2 separate regions of the Mus musculus genome follow, and region 1 is linked to region 2. A link is a contact called in public promoter capture Hi-C data. All regions are on one chromosome and are shown on one strand. Each heading gives the region's core, a stretch centred on a gene start, on an enhancer-like site or on the middle of the called end of the contact. The rest is flanking DNA. Distances are from core to core; before and after follow the strand shown. Region 1 overlaps Pigu (phosphatidylinositol glycan anchor biosynthesis, class U). Region 2 overlaps Ncoa6 (nuclear receptor coactivator 6).

Region 1 (4,246 bases), core at 805-3,304, 74 kb before region 2:
GGCCAGCAACATTATCTTACTTTTGTAGATGAGGAAACTGAGACTCAGTGATTAAATAACTTGTCCAAGTTTTTAAAGCTATTAAATGCACTAAAAAATCAGGTCTTCCTGGTTCTAAAGCCAGCATTCTTCCTTATTAGCCCTCTTCATAGTCAAGCATTATCTCCTGAGCCAGACCCATGAACAAAGTATCCTCTTAATCCTACAAGTTAGTTGGCACAGAACTTCACAGGACATCTTGACCTCCCATTATGAAAGAGTTAAGCTGAAGTCTTTCCCAGCTAAGGTAGGAAAAAATGGAATTAGAAAATGAAGAATCTAAAATGTTTTTGAGTTGGAAAGCCTTACACAGCCAGAATGGATTCTCTTTATTTATTTCTGTCCTGCTTCTACAAAAAAAATCTGTATCAGCTAAAATGAAAACAAATAACAAAAATAATAGTAAAGTAAAACCAGCCATAATCAAGACCAGGGAAAATACATAAGAAGAAAATAAAATGCAAAGCTACGAAAACGAAAGAGCTACAGCGGTGGTACAATAACCAGCCTCAGACAGGTCTACAGCTGTGTAATAACCAATCTCAGACAACTGTACAGCCTTACAATAACAGCTTCAGACTGGTCTATAGCTTTACAAGAACAGCCTCAGACAGGTCTACAGCTTACAATAAGCAGCCTCAGACATGGCTGAGTTTCCCAGCAGACAAAGGAAGAAAGGTCAGTTACATAATTCTGATTATCAGAAAAGAAGAAATACACCAGTGTCTTAGAAAAAGATTATAATAATTATTTACAAGTAAAGACCTTAAATCTAATACTACCTCCTAGGAATGTAAGATTAGTAGTTCTAAAACCAAATGCCTAGAAACTCTTGGGGGTTTGGTGAGTTTTTGTTTTTTGTTTTTCCCAGCAATCAGACTTGTTACACAACCTTCAAAGAAATGGCTGCTGCTATTATGAAACTACCCTCAGGGGATACGAGAGTCTATAAGGATTCATTATGTTGCTAAACCTTTGGTCCTATTAAAGTAGTTCCCATCAAATTTCTGAAATATGTAGTTGAGAACAGATATACCAAAATTATCTCATAGGAGGAAAAAACACAAAATCATTTCTAAGTAGCGGGTGACACTAAAGAAGCAGCTGCCTAGACATCTACCCAGAATACTGAATAGGAAATTCATACACAGAGTAAAGGCTCCAAAAAAGCAGCCCGGCCCCAGAATATCTAAGTGGGCATCAAACTCACTATGTAGGTGAAGCTGACCTTGAACCTCTGATCTTCCTGCCTCCTGTTCCCAAGTGGTAGGATTACAGACAAGCACCACCACACCCAATTTATTCAGTGCTGAGGATCAAACCCAGGGCTTTGTATGCTATGCAAGCACGCTACCGACCAAGCTCCCTCCACGGACCCTTGTTTTCTGATATGGAATACTGCTACATAGCACAGATTAGCCTCAAACTCAGCAGTCCTCCCTCCTTAGGCCCTGTGGCCGGGATCACAAACATGTGACATCATGTCCAGCTTCTAATTCTAAAAAATTTTAGGGCATGTTTTTTCCATGAGGAAATTTATGTTTTGTTTAGTATGTGTTCCTAGAAACTAGCATGTTATTAATATCTGATGACTACTGGCTGATTAAATAGTTCATTTTGCCTATCTCAGAAACACAGATGAGAATGATCTGAGAGGATCATACTCACTGGCGTATTAATTACTCCTAGAGAATTTTTCGTAAAGCATCAGCAGCTGCCACTCTTCCAAGCTTGTCACCTAGCCCAGTTTTCTGAATTATAAACAGGCAACTAAATCGCATATGAAATACAGAAGCTATATGAGACAGCAGCACAGAAAGATCAAAATTGTACCCAATGCACTGCTAATAAAGAACTACCACTTTTAAGAAACACTAGTTACAATCAGGTTGGAGCCCAGGCCAGCACTGAGTCAGAAGGCCTTTGTGAAGGGTTTGATTGTGCCTGTCCCTGTGTGAGTCTTTGTCTCAACAGAGACAGGATGGCTCTGTCTCTCTTGCTGGCCCTAACCCCCAGTTGTGCAAGAGAAGTACGGCAAATACTTGATGACTAAGACTGCAAATCTCTACAACTACAACATGGGAGAGTCTCATCAGATTTTCCTTGCGCTTGTTGGCACTGAGTTCTGATTTGTGGGGGAGTACTTACAACAGGGCCACTTTCAGAGGGATGTAGCGCATTTCCATGGGGGTTCGGATGAGTTCAGCCACATCTGGAGCATACTGGTCCAGCTCTAGGAGAAGCTTCTGCTTTTTAAACTAGAGGTGGGAGAGGGTGCACAAGACACATATGACAGATGATTTGCCATTGCTTCCAGGATGAAGACAGAAATCTTTGCTCTGGTCTGCACTGCGGTCTGTCCTACCCTACCTCTCCAGGCTCCTCACACTTAGTCCCCCACCTAACCCACCAAGTCCCAGCACATGAACAGGCAGTGCTCCCCATGCTCCCAGAACTCTCCCCTGGCTGACTCCCACAAAACCTTGAGAGCTCAGCCCTCCCTTTCCCGGAAGGTGTGCACTCCTTTAGGTGTGTATACACATTCTACTATAAACACTCTTTCTCGGCAGTACTTCTAACTGATGCCTGGCTCCTCCCTAGAGTCTAAGTTCCACAAGGGTTCCGGTTACTTAATTTGCTCTCTGTGTATGCCTAACACTTAGCATAGTGGGCAAATGAATGGATTAATGTATGGCCAAGCCACTTAGTCATTCTGGGAGGTAACATCAGTGGTGGCAGGGCTTGAAAGTTCCATCAGCAAAACATGTTCAAGCAGTTCCAGTGACCCATCTGGATGCACAGTATCTCAGGTTCCCTTCCTCATTCCTCTATCTGAAAGGTTGGCTTGTTTGGTCTTCTTTTATACTTTCATAGAGGAAGGGTGAATGAATTATGATGGAGAAAGGAACTGGAATGGCTGGGGAGCTAGAGTTAGGAAGCAGTCACATGGGGGTGGAAAGCTGTTTTCCCTGATGTATCCCAACAAATTCTTGAGTATGAGTTCCAAAAAAGAAACATCATTGCAGAAAAGGGCAGATTAGGCTAATGTCACTTTTGCAAAAATCAACTGGCTACCATCAGTTAGCATTCATATCCCCCAGGCTGACAGGGGAAAAGAGGGCTAGCTGTGAAGTGCCCTCAGAACCGGCTTTCCAGGATGCTATGCAGGCTATAGGGATAGCGTCTCAAATCCTACCAAGACAAATGTCCCCAGACTATAAAGATCCTTGTAGCAAATGGAGACTTTTTAAATGTAATTTTTATTTATCCCTTAATAGGTCAGACATGTACATAATGATATTTTAGCCATACCAGCCCCCATTGCTCTCTTATCGGCTGCTCACTCACTCCTGCTGTACTTTGTCCCAACACATCCCTCTCTACTTTTATTTTATGTATTTGGGTGTCTTGCTAGCATGTGTCTGTGAACCACATGAGTGCCTGGAGCCCCTAAAGAGAAAAAGAGGGCTTTGGATCCCCTGCAACTGGAATTTTGAACAGTTGTGAGCTGCCATGTGGATGTTGGGAATTGAACCTGAGTTCTCTAGAAGAGCAATCAGTGTTCCTAACCACTGAGCCATCTCTCTAGAACCTCTCTATTTTCTTCTTTCTTTTTCTTTTTCTTTCTTTTTTTTTTTTTTTTTTCTTCAAGACGGGGTTTCTCTATATAGCCCTTGCTGTCCTGGAACTTACTCTGTAGACCAGGCTGGCCTCGAACTCAGAAATCCACCTGCCTCTGCCTCCTGAGTGCTGGATTAAAGGCATGAGCCACCAGCCACCATTGCCCGGCAAACCTATTTTCGTGTGTGTGTGTGTGTGTGTGTGTGTGTGTGTGTGTGTGTGTGTGTGTGTGTGTTGTGTGTGTGTGTCTGTGTCTGAGAGAGAAGGAAGGGGGACCGGGAGACCATTTGAGTTTAATTAGTTACTTGCACGAGCACGGATGGGAAGAATTACTTAGTGGAGCATAACCAACTTGCCAGTGATGATAATACTGAAGGAAGGGACTCCTCCTCCTTAATAAAGTAGTAGAGTCTTTCAGGAATACATGTACTGACATCCTACCTAAATCAATAGCTAGGTGTAGCAGCATACACCTGTAATCCCAGCACTAAGGAGGTAGCCCGATTCGGGCTACATAATTAGTTCTAGGCCAGTCTAAACTACATGCAGAGCTCCAGCAAGAGGGCTCAGAAAGTGAAAGAACTTG
Region 2 (3,801 bases), core at 560-3,059:
TCCTCAGCCTGGTCTGAAACTCTTGATCCTCCCACCCCAGTCTCCACAGTGCTGGGATTATAAGCATGTGCCACCACACTAGGCCTAATGGCTGTTTTCTTAAAAAGCTGAAAACTATATCTTAGTAAGCAAGCTAGCTTCTTTTAGAATGGCTATACCACTCATCTCAACATTTAAAAAAAAATTATGTAACCCCAGCAGAGATTCTACACACACTCCTTGATTACCAAAACACACAATTCTGTACTTTTCTATAGCAACTAGCAAGAGTGATGGGCATAAAACAGACAATAAATATATACTTAATAAATAAATCAATATAGTATTATTTACTTTTCTAACAAATAGCTATAAGAACTTTCTATAGGCAGCTCACCCTATTATGAAAGGTAAGACAGATACATACAGTGTACTCCACTATGATGTCATATGGAAAGAGACACATAAAATATAAAGTGCCATGGGAGTCCAAAGGAAAAGAATACTCTAGGCTGAAAATGTAAAGGAATATTTCAGGTAGAAATGTCAGCATGAGTCTTTGAAAGACAGAACAGACTTAGACCCTAGAACTAGAACACACGAGACACTCTGGAACACAACTTTATGGACTGTACAGTAAAGACTTAAGGCTTAAGTATGCCAGGGCTATCAAGGGTATGCCTTCCATCTTAACACTATAGCTTAAAATTCTTGATAAACTACAACAGTAAGTTTTACCCTTTGATGGAAACTGAATTTTGTAGATTTCTCTCTGCTTAGTAGCTTAATTGCTGGTTCATCTCCCTAAAACTTATGTTTCTCTACTATCAATTGTGATTCAAATAAAAATATTTTCTAATTATTTCATCATTATTCTCTTAGTATTAAAGGAAAAAGTTCCCTAGAAGGAAACAGAAATGGAAATATCAAGCATCAGAGAACATACTTAAGCCACACCAGTTCCTTCTGGTTTACACAAGGTCTCATGTAGCTTAGCTTGGCCTCAAACTCAAGTCTGTAGCCGAGAGTGGCTCTGCTCTCCATCTTACCTCCTCTCCCACGTGCTGCATGTGTGCACCACCATGCTCAGCTTTCTTTTTAATTCTTATAGTCACCTACATCAACAAAATTCAACCTTGAAACACAGAGCCGTCCCCAGCAAAGTCTCTCTCTCGTAGGGACATTGAACTCTTTGCAGGTCTTCACCCCTTCTTGTATCTCTTTAGGTAAGAGGGAGAAAGAAGGGACGGAACCTTTCTAGAGCTATGTCTGGGGCAGTAAGCTGGCACTTGATATTCAAGTTCTCTCACTGAATCCTACATATCCTGGGTGGTAAAATTATAATCTCCACTTTACAGGTGAAGTACGAGGAACTCACCAGACTGTAACTGGCAACCAGTGGAGCTAAAATTTGAACTCTGATCATAACCTGAAGCTGGTATCCTTTCTGCTCCTCCTCCTAATTGGTAGGCACTCAAAGTATTTTAGCTGCATAAATAAAAGAGGTATTATTAGCTGGCTTAGATACTGCAGAGGCCCCTAGCTATGACTAACTTATCTCTAGGTATGTGGAGCTTCTGCACTACTTGAGCCATACAGGAGAAAGGAGGTATAAAGACACCTGTTTCCAGTACTAACCACTGACCTAGTGCACAAGAAATAACTTGAACTAGATGTCCACTAATGCAGTTTACTAAGAGGCCATGTCCAAAGGAAACAGGCAATAACACTTAAACCATATTACCGTATTTTAGGTTCTGTGCTAAGCATGTGCTAAGCATTCATTACCTCACTGAAATCTTGTGACTATGACTGTCTCCACATTACAAAGGAGGAAGTGAGACTTGTCCCAGCCCATTGAGCTGGCAAATACTGCAAGTCTATCTGACTTTTCCCCACTCAGATCTTCCTTTGCTTATCATGAAATCTGGTTTTCTGGTAAGCTTTTCTGGAGCAGTCCAAACAGAAAGGCCCCTGAGTTAGCATACAGTGAGAACAAGGCAAGAAGTACAATGGGAGGGGCATAAAGAAGTTGTTGTTCACACTCAAGGGATGATGCCAGGCCAGAGACATAAAAGAGTATAGGCTCAACAAATATTAGACATTTCTGAGCTTCAATCTTTTCACCCACAGGAAGGAATAAGACTATATCAATGGTTGGTATAAAGATGATGTGAGATAGTATGTATGAAAATGCTTTTTAAAACTGAGGAACATATATACACATGAAAATGAAACATGAATCAGTTCAGAAGCCAGGAAAGAACCATGTTAATGAATATAAACTGAACATGGCATTTAAAAGCATATTTTTCAATGTACTTTCAGTAAGTAAATCTACAACTGCCATTTTTCTTCTTTTAAGTAGAAAAGGGCTGTGCTTTCTCTCTTGTGGGACAGGCCAGCAAAAACCTGACATGAGGAGCTGATGCCAAGCTCAAGTACATACCTATGCTGGGTAGAAGCTCTGGATGGGATCCCACCTTCTCCTCCACTAGGCCACCTGCAAGTGGCTCAGATGTTACGCCACCATGATTGCCTTTTGTGGTTGGCGCTGTGGAGATGAGCTCAGAGGGTACCAATGTGGTTACTATTGAGCGTACACTGGTGGGAAGAGCACCGCCAGGTAAGATGGGTCCTGTTGAGGTGGAGCTTGGGCCCATGGGGCTAGAGGTCATTTTTAGTAGAGTGGGTGCTGAGGGTGTTGGGGTTTTACTGTCCAGCTCTGTGGAGCACTGCTCTGTTCCCATTAGCCCAGGAGTTGTGATCTCTAGCCCTGGGCCTTCAGTCTCTCCATCTGCACCATATTGTTCTTCCCCTTTCTCCAGAGAGCCTGTAACTTTCTTACAAGCCTTGGTCAGCAAAATCTGGCCAATTTTGTCCACTTTTCCTTTGCCCTTACTGGATGAGACTGGGCTTCGACGATTGGCAGAGGAGCCTGGACTATTGGTCAAAAGGGGAGAAACTACTGTGGTTGGCTGTGAAGGAGGCAGAGTGCTCTGGTCTGCTGAGGTGTTCGTCTGAGGACTAGCCTCATCTGGATTTAATTCTTTTACTTGCTGGACAGAAGGATTAGGAGCGACAACTGGAGAGGATGTACAAGGAGGGGAAGGCAGCTGAACAGGAGTGGCTCGTGAGCTAAGGACCAATGGCCGACCTGTCTGTATATTTGGAGCAGGACTACTGGAGGGGACATTAGGTGTTACAGGAGCTGAAGAAAATTTTATGTTCTGAGGTATGTGTAAAGGTCCAACAACTGCGACAGAGGGAGGCATCAGGCCACTGTTGGTTGTCAATGGGGTTGCAGGAATTGTGCTTGGCTGTGATCCTTTCATAACCTGAATTATTGAAGATGAGTTGATAAAGACAGGTGTAATGAACTGAGGCCGGGCATTAGACTGAGCAGCTGACTGTCCTTCAGAAACCATAACTTTGTTACCCACGTTGGGCATTGTGACGACTGTTGACATCAATGCAGACTGCAAGTGAGTTGGCAGGGCTGCTGATGTGTTAGATGAAGTGGTGATGGGGTTGGAAGTAACAAATACAGTTATTTGGTTTGGAGGTAAGGGAGTAGAAATGGAGGAAGAGCTGACGGGTCTTGACATTACTGGAGGGATGCTTGGTGCAGTGTTAGAGCTGACCTCACTCAATTCTGAACGCGCAAGTGTTGAGCACGGCTCACTACTGTGAGGTGAGCTTAAAGAAGTAGAGGGTTCTTTAGAAGGCGGATCCTGCAGTGTGGGAATGACAGATGCTTTTCTAAGGTCCTCTCCTGAAACTACTGGAGGTGTTACTTCCAGATCTGTAAGCCCAGGGGGT

The links. Capture Hi-C pulls out chosen DNA fragments and counts their contacts.
Region 1: a contact with region 2 is called in a promoter capture Hi-C map of adipose tissue, with 2.2 times the contacts expected there. The contact joins two enhancer-like sites. A contact is called at or near these places in 10 of 484 Hi-C or Micro-C datasets (the AML12 cell line, bone marrow, bone marrow-derived dendritic cells and 7 more), 2 of 115 datasets of contacts at active chromatin or transcription factors (embryonic stem cells and extraembryonic endoderm stem cells) and 2 of 9 other capture datasets (adipose tissue and pancreatic islet).

What each region holds. Positions count from the first base shown.
Region 1 is chr2:155,328,962-155,333,207 of GRCm38.p6, forward strand. It overlaps Pigu (phosphatidylinositol glycan anchor biosynthesis, class U), which reads right to left. Exons shown (of 12, transcript NM_001004721.1): 5 at 2,188-2,297. Among named protein-coding and RNA genes, the nearest start is that of Mir695, 26 kb to the right of the region's middle. Within about 2 kb of position 2,055, at least 45 of the 459 cell types and tissues checked have an H3K27ac peak or open chromatin away from gene starts, as enhancers often do. A contact at or near this core is called in adipose tissue, where this site is marked.
Region 2 is chr2:155,403,047-155,406,847 of GRCm38.p6, forward strand. Ncoa6 (nuclear receptor coactivator 6) reads right to left here. Exons shown (of 14, transcript NM_019825.3): 10 at 2,429-3,801. Among named protein-coding and RNA genes, the nearest start is that of Trp53inp2, 23 kb to the left of the region's middle. Within about 2 kb of position 1,810, at least 68 of the 459 cell types and tissues checked have an H3K27ac peak or open chromatin away from gene starts, as enhancers often do. A contact at or near this core is called in adipose tissue, where this site is marked.